2 separate regions of the Mus musculus genome follow, and region 2 is linked to region 1. A link is a contact called in public Hi-C data. All regions are on one chromosome and are shown on one strand. The core of a region is the stretch at or near the end of the contact, and the rest is flanking DNA. Distances in the headings are between cores, read along the strand shown. Region 1 overlaps Tecpr2 (tectonin beta-propeller repeat containing 2). Region 2 overlaps Traf3 (TNF receptor-associated factor 3).

The links. Hi-C and Micro-C count contacts between places; a contact is called where the count stands out from the background.
Region 2: a Hi-C map of cerebral cortex shows a contact between it and region 1, with 2.1 times the contacts expected there. The contact joins two enhancer-like sites. A contact is called at or near these places in 16 of 484 Hi-C or Micro-C datasets (the G1E-ER4 cell line, the HPC-7 cell line, bone marrow-derived macrophages and 13 more), 1 of 115 datasets of contacts at active chromatin or transcription factors (embryonic stem cells) and 1 of 9 other capture datasets (embryonic stem cells).

Annotation. Positions count from the first base shown.
Region 1 is chr12:110,934,595-110,940,388 of GRCm38.p6, reverse strand. Tecpr2 (tectonin beta-propeller repeat containing 2) reads right to left here. Exons shown (of 20, transcript NM_001289510.1): 10 at 3,930-4,113; 11 at 2,025-2,198; 12 at 452-632. Among named protein-coding and RNA genes, the nearest start is that of Ankrd9, 42 kb to the left of the region's middle. Within about 2 kb of position 3,473, at least 56 of the 459 cell types and tissues checked have an H3K27ac peak or open chromatin away from gene starts, as enhancers often do. A contact at or near this core is called in cerebral cortex and neural progenitor cells, where this site is marked.
Region 2 is chr12:111,235,732-111,241,525 of GRCm38.p6, reverse strand. It overlaps Traf3 (TNF receptor-associated factor 3), which reads right to left. Exons shown (of 12, transcript NM_011632.3): 3 at 3,706-3,964; 4 at 2,446-2,497. The coding sequence starts at 3,947. Among named protein-coding and RNA genes, the nearest start is that of Amn, 32 kb to the left of the region's middle. Within about 2 kb of position 2,550, at least 57 of the 459 cell types and tissues checked have an H3K27ac peak or open chromatin away from gene starts, as enhancers often do. A contact at or near this core is called in cerebral cortex and neural progenitor cells, where this site is marked.

The sequences.
Region 1 (5,794 bases), core at 2,224-4,723:
ATGGTTGTGAGCCACCATGTTGTTGCTGGGAATTGAACTCAGGACCTTTGGAAGAGCAGCTGGTGCTCTTAACCTCTGAGCCATTGCTCTACCCCTACACTTTTTTGGAGACATGTATCCAAGGCTGAGGATGACTCTGAACTGAGGCAATTACGGGTTGCCTCTAGCTCCTAAGTGATGAGACTACAGGCAAGTACAGCTGAGTTTGTGTATGACTGAGGATGGAACTCAGGGCCTTGTGTGTGCTAGGCAAATACTCTACCTGCCCAGCTCTATACCTAAACCCCAACACAAACGGTAATGTGACCAGCAGAGGAGCGCAGAACATTCCCAAGACCAGTCTATTGAGGCCAACTTTGACAAAAGCAAAAACTCTCCCACCGTGAAACCTGTAAGTGTTGGTTTTGCCAGGAGAGGCTCAGGAATAAAGGTCACAGTGCTGGGCCCATACCTGACAATGTCACACTTCCACTGCTCCCCCTCAGGACAGAAGCTGCTCACACCCTCCCGGTACAGGAGGGCCCTCTGCTCTGTCAGTGCCCACACCACACTGTTCCGGGCTGCGATCTGGGACAGTGGGTATGGACAGTCCACCTTCACGGCTCGGGCGCAGGGCCGATCCACACTGAGACCTGTAGTGAGAGAGGAAGAGCCCCGCAGACTCAGTTGAAGCTTGTCACACTCTTTTGATCTGTGGTTTTCTTTTTTTGGTACTTTTGCTATCTGTGGTCTTTCATAATAGATACCTTTTCATGTACAACTGCTCAGGTAAAACCCCAGACTTATCATACTGCAAGGCTTATGCAGAGTCACAGCTCCAGGGAGCTCCCCTCACCTCTTTGTGGCCTGTCAGTAATGTGTGTCATGTTTCTAAATGACATCAAAGGCAACTACTGAGGGAGCAGGCTGGACAGATAATATGTAAATCCATGTTCTATTGCTTTGGCCAGCAAGTACGTCCTAGTAGTATAATCACAGGAGTACCAGCAGAGTTTGCAACTATGAGGACTTGCCCACAGGACTTCTGCAAATCGGTGCCAACCACTGATTCCAATTCAGTAGGACAGGAAGAGTAAGGATGATGTGGACACTGCTCTGACAGCATGGTTGGAGGTCACCTGCTCCTTCCTTACGTGTAGTATCCCCCCTTTCCTACCATGACCAAAGTCAAATGTCCTAGAAGCTAGATATGCATGTGTGTATCAGAGCATCCAACTTCCACTGAAATACACGAGAATTAACTAAGCTGAAGGCTAGAGCCCCACACATGTCCATGAAGTTGGCAGTGCTGATGACCAGGTGATGACCTCCACACTGAGACAGAGCCAGGTGGAGAACCATTCCCGGCTGATAGCTCACTCCAAAGATGAAGCCATGTTCTCAGAATCAGTATTAAATGACTAGATCAATATTCATGTAAATCCATATGGCCCCTTGACAGCACAGACAGAGCCCCCTGCTCCCAAGGCCATTTCCCCCTGACAGCACACAGTTCCCCCTGCTGACAGCACACAGACACTGACTCATTACAGTGTATTTTTAATAAACGAGTCCCACTGTGCCAGGTCTAGCAGCTAAAGGTTTCCCTAAGGGCAGTTTCCTAGGACAAGTCAATTGCTATTTACAGCAAGTTACTTCTTGTTGTTTCCCCCAATCCACATGTAAGTATGTGTCCAGGTGCTGGGCTGTGACCTAGCTGAGAAAAGAGGGAGATGTCTGTCAAGTCATGACTGCTCCTGCTTTCCTCTTCAGCCTGGATACTCCAGGGTATGCACAGGGTATGGGCAGCGGCAGGAACGGCCGGCTCTGCCCCATGAGGCATCCTACCCTGCACTCAGTCACCTATTCATCCCTGCCCAGACCAGTCTGTGTCAGGGGCAACTGCTCTTCCATGGGAAACAGTGCTTCTAGAAATGTTCTCACTTAACTTGGTTTTCGGTCTCTGCATCCTGTGACTGCTCTCAGAATGTGTCTAGCTGCAGATTCAGCAAGTGACAAGGACAATGTACATGGCCTTCGACTACCTGTCTGAAGGTACAGATCTCCGTTGGTCCTGATGATCCAGGCTGTGTCATCACTCAGGGCCACAAACACAGCCTGGGGCAGAGCCTCGTACCAGTGCCGCTTCCCCTTGATGGTGACTTTGCCACAAGCAAAAGCACGGTTAGATTTCTGTTCAATCTTCCAGAGAAGAGCCCCTAGGAGAAAAAAACTCTACTCACTGTTCAACAAACATGAGATTCCCCTACACAAACACTCCATTCTCAGCCCTGAGAGGGGCAGCTTTCTATAATACATCTTGTTGCTTCCACCTCAGGAAGAGCCCACCATGCCAGAGTTTAAACCCACCAGCTCTATGTTGTCAACATATGAATGTATCTAAGTCTCACTTTTCTCAACTGAAAGGTGGGTCATTTCCACCTTTTAGAACTGATCTAAAGGCTAGATGTAAGAGGGGATGCACCACATAGCACAGGGTGGGCACAAGGCAGTCACTCACTCATGTCGGGAGAGAGAGCTGACATTTCATTAGGTACGTGCCTACTGACACATAAGGCACAATTAGTGCCCAAAACTAACTTTGGGGACCTTGGGAAGGGCCTTTTTTGGATCACTTATGTGTATGTGAGTCATGTTTTCATTTAAAATTCTGAGGAATGGATAAAGGAAATGAGGAAGGTGGGCAGCAGGCCAGAGGCACTGTGAGTGGAGGCTAAGGCATTAGGCCAGGAGAGGATACCAAAGAATGAATGCACTGAGCTACCGGAGGCCTCCGAGAAGTCATGTACAAGCTTCTCCCCTAGCCCTGCCCTGCAACACCACAGGGCCCGAGGCATCCAAAGATGTGTGGGTCTCAGCTGAGAAAGATGATCTCACAGAGACAGACAGACAGACAGCTCCAACCACAGCAGCCAAGGAATAGTTGGAAAAATAAAAAGTAATTAATACAATCAGCAGAGAATCAACACTTCTAAATGGCTAGAAGGATGGGCTTAAAAGTATGTGACAGAAACAGGAAAAAAATGAAGATATACAATTATACAACACCAGCTAATGGAGTGGGCTATTATCTCACCCAGTCTCCAGGGGAAAATAAGTGTCAAGCAAACTGAAAGAAAGTGAGCAAACAACTAATAAACTAATACTTTAACAAGAATGCCCTTTCTTTTGTTTCTCCTCCACGATGCCCACTGCTTCAAAAGAGATAAGCACATATCTAGCATTAGGAAAATGCGAATGAAGTATAGTGGGGTTATGCCTATAAGCCCAGCTCTTGGGAGGCTGAGGCAGGAGGACCCAGTCTGAGGCCAGCCAGAACTCCACAGTGAATTCAAGGTCAGCTTGTGCTATACAGCCATGTCTAAAACCAAAACAAACAGAAATAAAGAAAACCACAAGTACACGAGTCTCCATAGATGAGGGAGTTATCTCAGCCTAACAGACTGTATTCAAAATAAGTCTCCTGGGTTCACTAAAATGCGAAACAATGCACAAAAGTGTGAGGCCTTTGCGACTGCAGTCAGGGAACATCCAGCACACACCTACAGGCCTGGCCTGGCCTCACTACTTCAGTTGTTTTAGAGCAACACTGACAAACCGAAATATGTTATTTTTATGAGGATTTAATGTTCCAACATGGGGAGAAAATAAAAAAAAAACCTCAAAACTCAAATTATTTGTATAGCTTACAAAAATATGTTCCTTGTGTTATTTCTGTAATTAATAAAATAAAAAACCAAAAAAATCAAGCAAGTATGCCGAACACCCATCACCCTAACCAGTGTCAAAGGAAGCATTCATGATCTTTAACAGTACCCAGCTAAGCTGGCAGGAAGGTCAATCTGTTGACACTGCTGTTGCCAAAGGAGAGCTGCCCTAGGAGCTGGGAGCTGTGTTGGGGGTTGGGAAGTAGGAGCTGGGAGGCAAACCTGAGGGAGAGACTGCCATCTGCTGGACAGCATCTTCAAACCTCTGCCAGCGCAGCCCTGCACCAGGCAGGGGACTGCAGAACAGGCCACCTTTGTAGTCCAGGCACCAGAGAAACTTTTCCGAGACCGCCAAGCTGAGGATGCCATAGCCAGGAGCCGAGTAGCCCATCCAGCTCTCTGCAAACTAACAAGGACAGAGGCCAGTGAGTTCTGTGCAGGGGACACGGCTGCCTTCATCACACTGTTACCAACAAGGCAAGTAGGCAGGATACTGACGTCAAAGGATCCTTGAGAAGCCTTGCCTAACCCCGCTCTCCTTGGATCCAGTCCCAGAAACATTCTGGAATAGGAGTTCTGGTCCTTGTGGAAGATCCCATAGCATCCTTGGATAACACTTTCACACAGCATAATACCCTTCCTAAGTAATGCTCGAAGGTGTAACCAACCACTCGTCAAAACAAGACATTGTCACCTTGCAAGTCCACACTCAAGAACCATACAACCCCTCCCACAAAAAAGTCTGCAACAGAAAGCATAACATTTAAAGTAAGTTCATGATTTGACAATTGGGCTATGTTTATAGCTATCCTGGTGCACATGCCCTGCACAGAATACAGGCCATGAATGCTTAGGACTACATGACATCACATCAAGAGACCTTACTTTATACAAGGTCATCAACACATGTATGTAAATCATCTTTCTGTACACTTAACTTATGACAGATACCCTATGGGAACAGCATCACAACTATCTACACTACAGTCTTTCAAGCCCTGTGCTAACCTCTGGACTCCTGGCCTGCTGTATGGGAACAGCTGGGGAAGTGTGGATGAGATTCTGTCTCAATTCTGCACACTAAAGCTTTGTTGCTATTCTTTTCATTTGTATTACTTGTCTAATGTAACCATGTGTATGCACACACACACACGAGTGTGCCTTATACATAGCACATGTGTGGCAGGCAGAAGACTTGTGAGAGCTGGTTCTGTCCTTCCACCATATGGATCCTAGAGACGGCACTCAGGTCCTCAAGCTTGGTGTCAGCCCTAACCCACTGACCTGTCATGCTGGTCCCATGGTGCTAGGATTTGTTTAAAAGTCAAAGCTAAAAAAGGTTTACTTTAGACACACTTGTACAAATACCTGATATGGAAGCTAGTGTTATGAAAGAGAATGGTTTCTACCTTTTCTCCACCTGGCTTTGTTCACCATAGCAAACTTTTCACTTAGCCCTTGTCCTATAAAACAAACAAACAACCCAACATTTCTCAGCTTTTCTGCTATTTGGAGCAAGACCAGGTACAGCAAAGCTTGGTAGATAACTTCAGAGCTCCAGGATCCTTTTCCATGGGCGAGGGCTTTCTTAAGCTAAAGTTCTAAGATATACCAACAGATGTGATCTGCCAACTAACACTCTATATCAGGTGACCACACTGCTGTGGTTTCCCATAGCTCTTCCCATAGTGACAGCTAGCTGCCACTTGCAGTGAGCTCCCAGCATGGACACATACACTGTCAGTTAAGAGCACTTAGGAAGCAGTGCACTGAAAAGATGAACACAGGATGCAGAACAAGCCGCCAAGTTCTGTACATTCACTTCTAAGATAGAACACAGAGACGGGGAAGTCCTGGGCTACCCTGACTTCACTTGTAGCGTGATCCGGTGCATGCACTACTTTACCATTCTGAGGCTCAACTTCCTCCTCCATACAACGGGGCAACTAAACCTGGGTCCTATTTTGTTTGTTTTTTTTTTGTTTTTTGGGTTTTTTTTTTTTTACAGATTGATTTACTTATGAGTACACTGCCACTGTCCTCAGACACCCCAGAAGAGGGCATCGGATCCCATCACAGATGGCTGT
Region 2 (5,794 bases), core at 1,301-3,800, 300 kb before region 1:
CTGGGGGGGGGGGGTTGCACCTGTAACCCCTGGGGGGGGGGTTGCACCTGTAACCCCTGGGGGGATGGTATGCACCTGTAATCCCTGGGGGTGGGAGGGTCTGCAGCTTACTGGCAGCTAGTCTATCCAATCAGCAAGCCCCAGGGTCAGTGACAGACCCTGTTTCAAACTTAAGATGGAAGCTGGTATCATAGTATTTGCCTTTAGACCCAGCGCTCAGAAAGCAAAGGCAGAAGAATGACTGTGAGTCTGAGTTTGAGGACAGCCTGGAATGAGCCCGAGATACTTTAAAAGGTACCTGAGCTTGTAGCTTTACCTTCTTTCTCTCCGTCACACTTGTCAATTCATGAGAACAAGGAAGGCACACTGCCATTTAAGAAAAGGCTAGGGGCTGGTGAGATGGCTCAGTGGGTAAGAGCACCCAACTGTTCTTCCGAAGGTCCAGAGTTCAAATCCCAGCAAACCACATGGTGGCTCACAACCATCCGTAATGAGACCTGACTCCCTCTTCTGGAAGACAGCTACAGTGCACTTACATATAATAAAAAAATAAATAAATAAGAAAAGGCTGTGACCTACTTCTTGTGACAAGTGACTGAGGTCTTCGGCAGCAGTTTGATAAGACAAAGCTTGAGGGCTGGCTGACTCCCCGCTCCTACCCAGAACAAGTTCCATCAGAGGTCATTCTTCCTAGCGCCCAGGGGTCAGGGCCTGTGGCCAGCAGCCTCACCTGGGCTGCCCTGACCAGCAAGTCCAGCACTTGAAAATACTTTTGACAGGAAACCCCAGAGCAAGATTCTTAGTGTGGAATTTAATAGCTTACACTTAAAAATTGTTAGGTTCATTAATCAAAATATTGGAATCACACGCATTTTTATTGATATTTAAGTCCTTGAGAATGAGCTGTTTCAAGCTACAAATGTACCTGGAAGGGCTTAGCAGTCTGTGAGTGGCCGTGTGCCAGAGAAAAGGGGAGGGATCAGGTTCTTCTGGAAAAAGGTAGGGTCCCCTCAGTGGTCCCCACTCTAAGTTTGCCAATGCTGACAGCCATGTGGGCACACAGCAGCTGATCTCATTCATTGCTTACACACTTCAAGACACTGGTAAGGGGGAGCAAGAACACATTTAAACAGCCTCCCACTGGCATGTCTGAGGTAAAAGCTAGTGTCTCCAAGTTGAGTATAAGCTGTATGAGACAGAAAACTACAAGATGGCAGCGATTCTGCCACAACAGGCACCTCAGCACTTCTCACAGCTCCGGACAGACTCCGAATAGGACTTCCCACGGCATGAACAGGTCAGACTGAGACTGTTAAGGCTAGAGGACAGTAGAGGCCAGTGCGCCTTGCAGGAGGCACAGCTGAAGCTGTGTTTGGCTCCTCCTCCACACCCAGTCTGCCCGGGTGCTCACACAGCACGTGCTGGGCCGTGGAGCCTGCTGCACCACTGACAAAACTGCAAGTCAGTGTTCTGGAACATGCTGCAATCCTAGGAGCTGAGGCGGAGGGCTGCCGTGAGCTTCAGGCCAGCCTGGGCAACATAGGAAACTCTAATCTCAAAAATCAAAACAAAGGGGGGAAAACCAAGGGACTTGCTACGTGTGGAGGCAGAGATCTCTGGGATTTCAAGGCCAGCCAGAGCTGCACAGTAAAACTCTATCTCAAGCAAACCAACCAACCCCGAGGGACTGGAGATGTATGTCAGTTAGTGGTGTGCTTACCTAGCACACCGAAGCCCTGAGAAAGACCCTCAGCACTGCGGAAACTAGATGTGGGAGCGCACACCTGCGATCCTGGGCCTTGGGAGACGGAGAAGGAAGGACCTCCGTTACTAAGTGAGTTCAAGGCTAGCCTGACCTAGACTCCCACCCTCACCTCCCCACGGAAGTAATAACTGTTTTTGAGAAAAGGTCTCAATTATATAGCCCTGGCCGTCCTGGATCTTGCTATGAGGACCAGGCTGGCCTCCAATTCCCAGAGATCCACCTGCCTCTGCCTCCTGAGTACTGGGATTAAAGGTGTACAACACCATACCCAGCTTAATTTTTAAAAGTAAAACAAAACTGAACTTCAATGCATTGTACAAAAGCTATGGGAAACCAAGGTGGCCCGGAGGGTAAAGCACTTTCCGTGCAAACCTGGCAACCTGCATTTGATCCCTAGACCCCACTTAAGGGAAGAAGGACAGAACTCCTCAAGGTTGTACTCTGATATCCATGTGAACACTACGCACGCATGCACCTCCTCCCAATGATAAATCAAGTAGAAAAATAAACTGATTTACACAGCATCAAACGTAAGCTATGTGAAATGTGTCAGCCATCTAAAAAGCCCAGAAGGGTGGTGCCCCTGCACTCAGAGGCTGGGCAAGAAGGTCCATTATGTTTGGGGATCCCTGAACTATAGAGCAAGCCTCTGTCTGAAGGAAGGAAATGGGTAAGCATACCTTGTCTTTGATGATGCTTTCTTGGCACGCTGTGCATTTTGGACTGGAGGAGCTGAAGGAAGCAGAGTAAGTATGTCAGAGCAGGAGTCAGCCCCTCCCCCAGGCTCACAGCACAGAATGCTTTCCTTTGTAGTCAGGCCTGCTCGAGCTTGCAGCAACAGGCAGGGCTCCAGGGCTGTTGAAAACTGAGTTTAAATAGTAATCCACAGGAGAAAAAGCACTGAACTTTAAAACATGCGACTACATTCAGTAGCTCAGTCCCATTGGGAAGACTTAATGACTATGAGTTAATGACCACGAGAGTGACATTTGGTGCCACAGTGGTTCTCGGAGGGGAGCCTCTGGAAGGTGCACCCACAAATACTGAAGTCCTTCTGATGCTCTGGTCTTGGGCTATCTACAAACTCACCTGCACAGGGGAGCTGCATCTATCCTCCAGGAAACCCCACTACAGGCCTCTCCTGAGCCCAGGTGGTTTCCAGGTCCTCTTCCATGCAAATTGGGTGCTGAACCTATTGTGTCATCAGCAATTTCAACCTGGGTCCTTTCACTCTCAGCAAAACCAAGTGGCCTGTGTGGGACACGTGAATGGATGTGCTGAGGGTGTGGGACGCACAGGAGCCTGGCTACTGGGCTCGGCCTCGGTCTCAGGCACCCAGGTGTGAGTGACCAGATGAGAAAAACTCTGTGGCCTTCTGAAGCTAATGTGTCCTGAGGGCACTGACGGCACAGTGTGTCTTGCAGTGGTCTGAGTGTCAAGCACAGTGCCTGGCAAATATAAAAAGCTGCACGATGATGCTCTTCCCAGCTGACTCAACTCTGTCCTCCAAATCCCAACTTGCCCTTGTGACTTTACCATAGCAATTACTAGACTCATGAGCTTCTAGAGTCTTGGTACCCCAGATCTCTGTGGATCCCCCAGGCAAGCATGCAGCCTTGCCACATGCTCTGTTCTGCATGTGACCCTGACCTTCCTCTCTCCTGGCCCAGGGCACTCTTCAATTTTAAGGACTTAGGATCATTTGACATGACCACCATAAAACATAAGCTTCTTGCACAGAGTACAGCAAGGCAGATGGGAGGCACAGAAGCTTTGTGGGCGGAGAGGCCTGGGCAAGTGGGATGTGAGGCAGGCAGGGCAAGGTATGGAGGTCTCAGGCACTCAAGCATGAGATGTGCCTGAGTTGCTCTAAAGGCCCCCCACGCTGGAGGTCTTGGAAGAAGCAGGTGAGTGGGGGTTGAGCCCTGGAGGGCACCCACCTCAGCAGGGCGGCCATGCAGCTCTCGCAGAACCGGTGGCCACACTCCGTCTGCTTCGGGTTGCACAGCACCAGGCGGCACTTCTCGCACTTGTACTTGTCTTCCACCGTCTTCACAAACTTCTCCTTGTAGCCTCCTTGCTCCGGCACGAGCACGGACCCTGCGCCGCGATCAGGCTGCAGCTTTAGGGGTGGGTTAGGCTGCAGTGTGCCAGCAGCATCCATCTTTTTGCTTGACTCCATCTTAGGAAACTGAAATTCTGCCCGGAAAAAGGTAATGAGAACTGTCAGTCAACCCCTGAACCCTTGAAAAGGCCCAACATACATGGCTGAGAGAAGCACCCGTGCCGAGGTCTGTACTTTTGGTGTTTAAATGGGGCACCAGGACCCTTCCCAGCCTTAGTCTGCCATGGAATAAGAAACATGACCAAGTGACCACCTTCTTTTTACTTTAACCAGATCCTACCGTTAACACTGCCATTCAGAATATTCCTGAAAAATGTACTTAGTAAATTGTGTTACAAGATTCTTTAAAATACACAGAATATTTTTCTTTCATTTTTTAAAATTTATTTATATGAGTACACTGTAGCTATCTTCAGATACACCAGAAGAGGGTATCAGATCCTATTACAGATGATTGTGAACTACCATGTGGTTGCTGGGAACTGAACTCAGGACCTTTGGAAGAGCAGGCAGTGCTCTTAACCACTGAGCCATCTCTCCAGCCCCAGAGTATTTTTCTGTGCCAGAACTTCATTGTAACAATTTGGCCAAAGCAGTATCTATTGTTTTTAAGATTTATTTTGTTTTTAATTGTGTGTGTGTGATCTACATGTGGAGACACACATTAATGCAGACACCCTTGGAAGCAAAAGGCAACATATCCTCTAGAGCTGGTGTCAAACTTGGGTCCTCTGCAAGAACTGTAGGCTCTTAACCACTGAGCCATCTCTTCAGCCCTAGCAGCAGGCATGTTTGGTCAGCTTTATCTTCTGTTTAGCTCACTGACCATACTCCCAGCATACTGTTATAGACCGACCATCTCTTGTCCTAGCAGTAGCACTTACAGCAGATGAGGTATAACCAGACCAGCAGTCATGTCTGCGTGTGCCCACAAGATGAAAGGCAATTGTTTTTGCCCTCAGTTTACCAAGCCTGGAGTGCTCTGAGTCAGCCCACATACAACAGAGCCATGGTATTGCCACATGGAGCCCGTGGGGAACACAGGCTTCGTAGGGCTGAGGGACAGGCAGGTATAAAGGTCAGGCCCGTCAGAGGGACACGGGACTGGATGGGTCTCCTGGGCAGGTTCACGTCTCACACCTGCTACCAGTTTCTCTGCCTTCCACCTGCAAGTCCCATAATGAGCAATGAGAGCACTCCCCAGACGAGACGTAAGGATCCCAGACCAGGCAGTTCCATCAGCTGAGTCTTGAGGGCAAGTAAGCAAAAATAAGCAACAACATAAAGCAGCTGACTAGGTTCCTAAGGAAAAACTGACTTTAAGGAAAATTATAGCTAGCATCAATAAATACCCATTAACCCTAAATAATTGCTGACAGCACAGATGGCGTGAGCTCAGATGGCGGCAGAAAGGCTGGTTTCTCTTTCCTTACTTTCTGGATATCCTACCATCAGTGTTAAGTTTTTAAAAAAGAAGATGTATGTATGTATGTATGTATGTATATATGAGTACACTCCAGACACACCACAAGAGGGCATCAGATCCCATTACAGATGGTTGTGAGCCACCATGTGGTTGCTGGGAATTGAACTCATGACCTCTGGAAGAGCAGTCAGTGCTCTTAACCGCTGAGCCTTCTCTCCAGCCCCCAGTGTTAAGTTTTAAAGCAAGGAATTTTGAATGATAGACAGTTGCGATCTCAGAAACATTTTTGCCGGATTGGCCACACTCCTCCCCTGTGAGAGACCTCTCTGGGTGGCTCTAGCACACGGGCACTGATATACTTTGTCTCAGCTCAGCTTGCACAGCCCCACCCATCCAGTTTCCGGTGCACCTCAGCAGGTCCGAGAAAGACACCTGTGGTGGCCTTAAAGATACAGAGTTTACTTTCCTGCCTTGACAC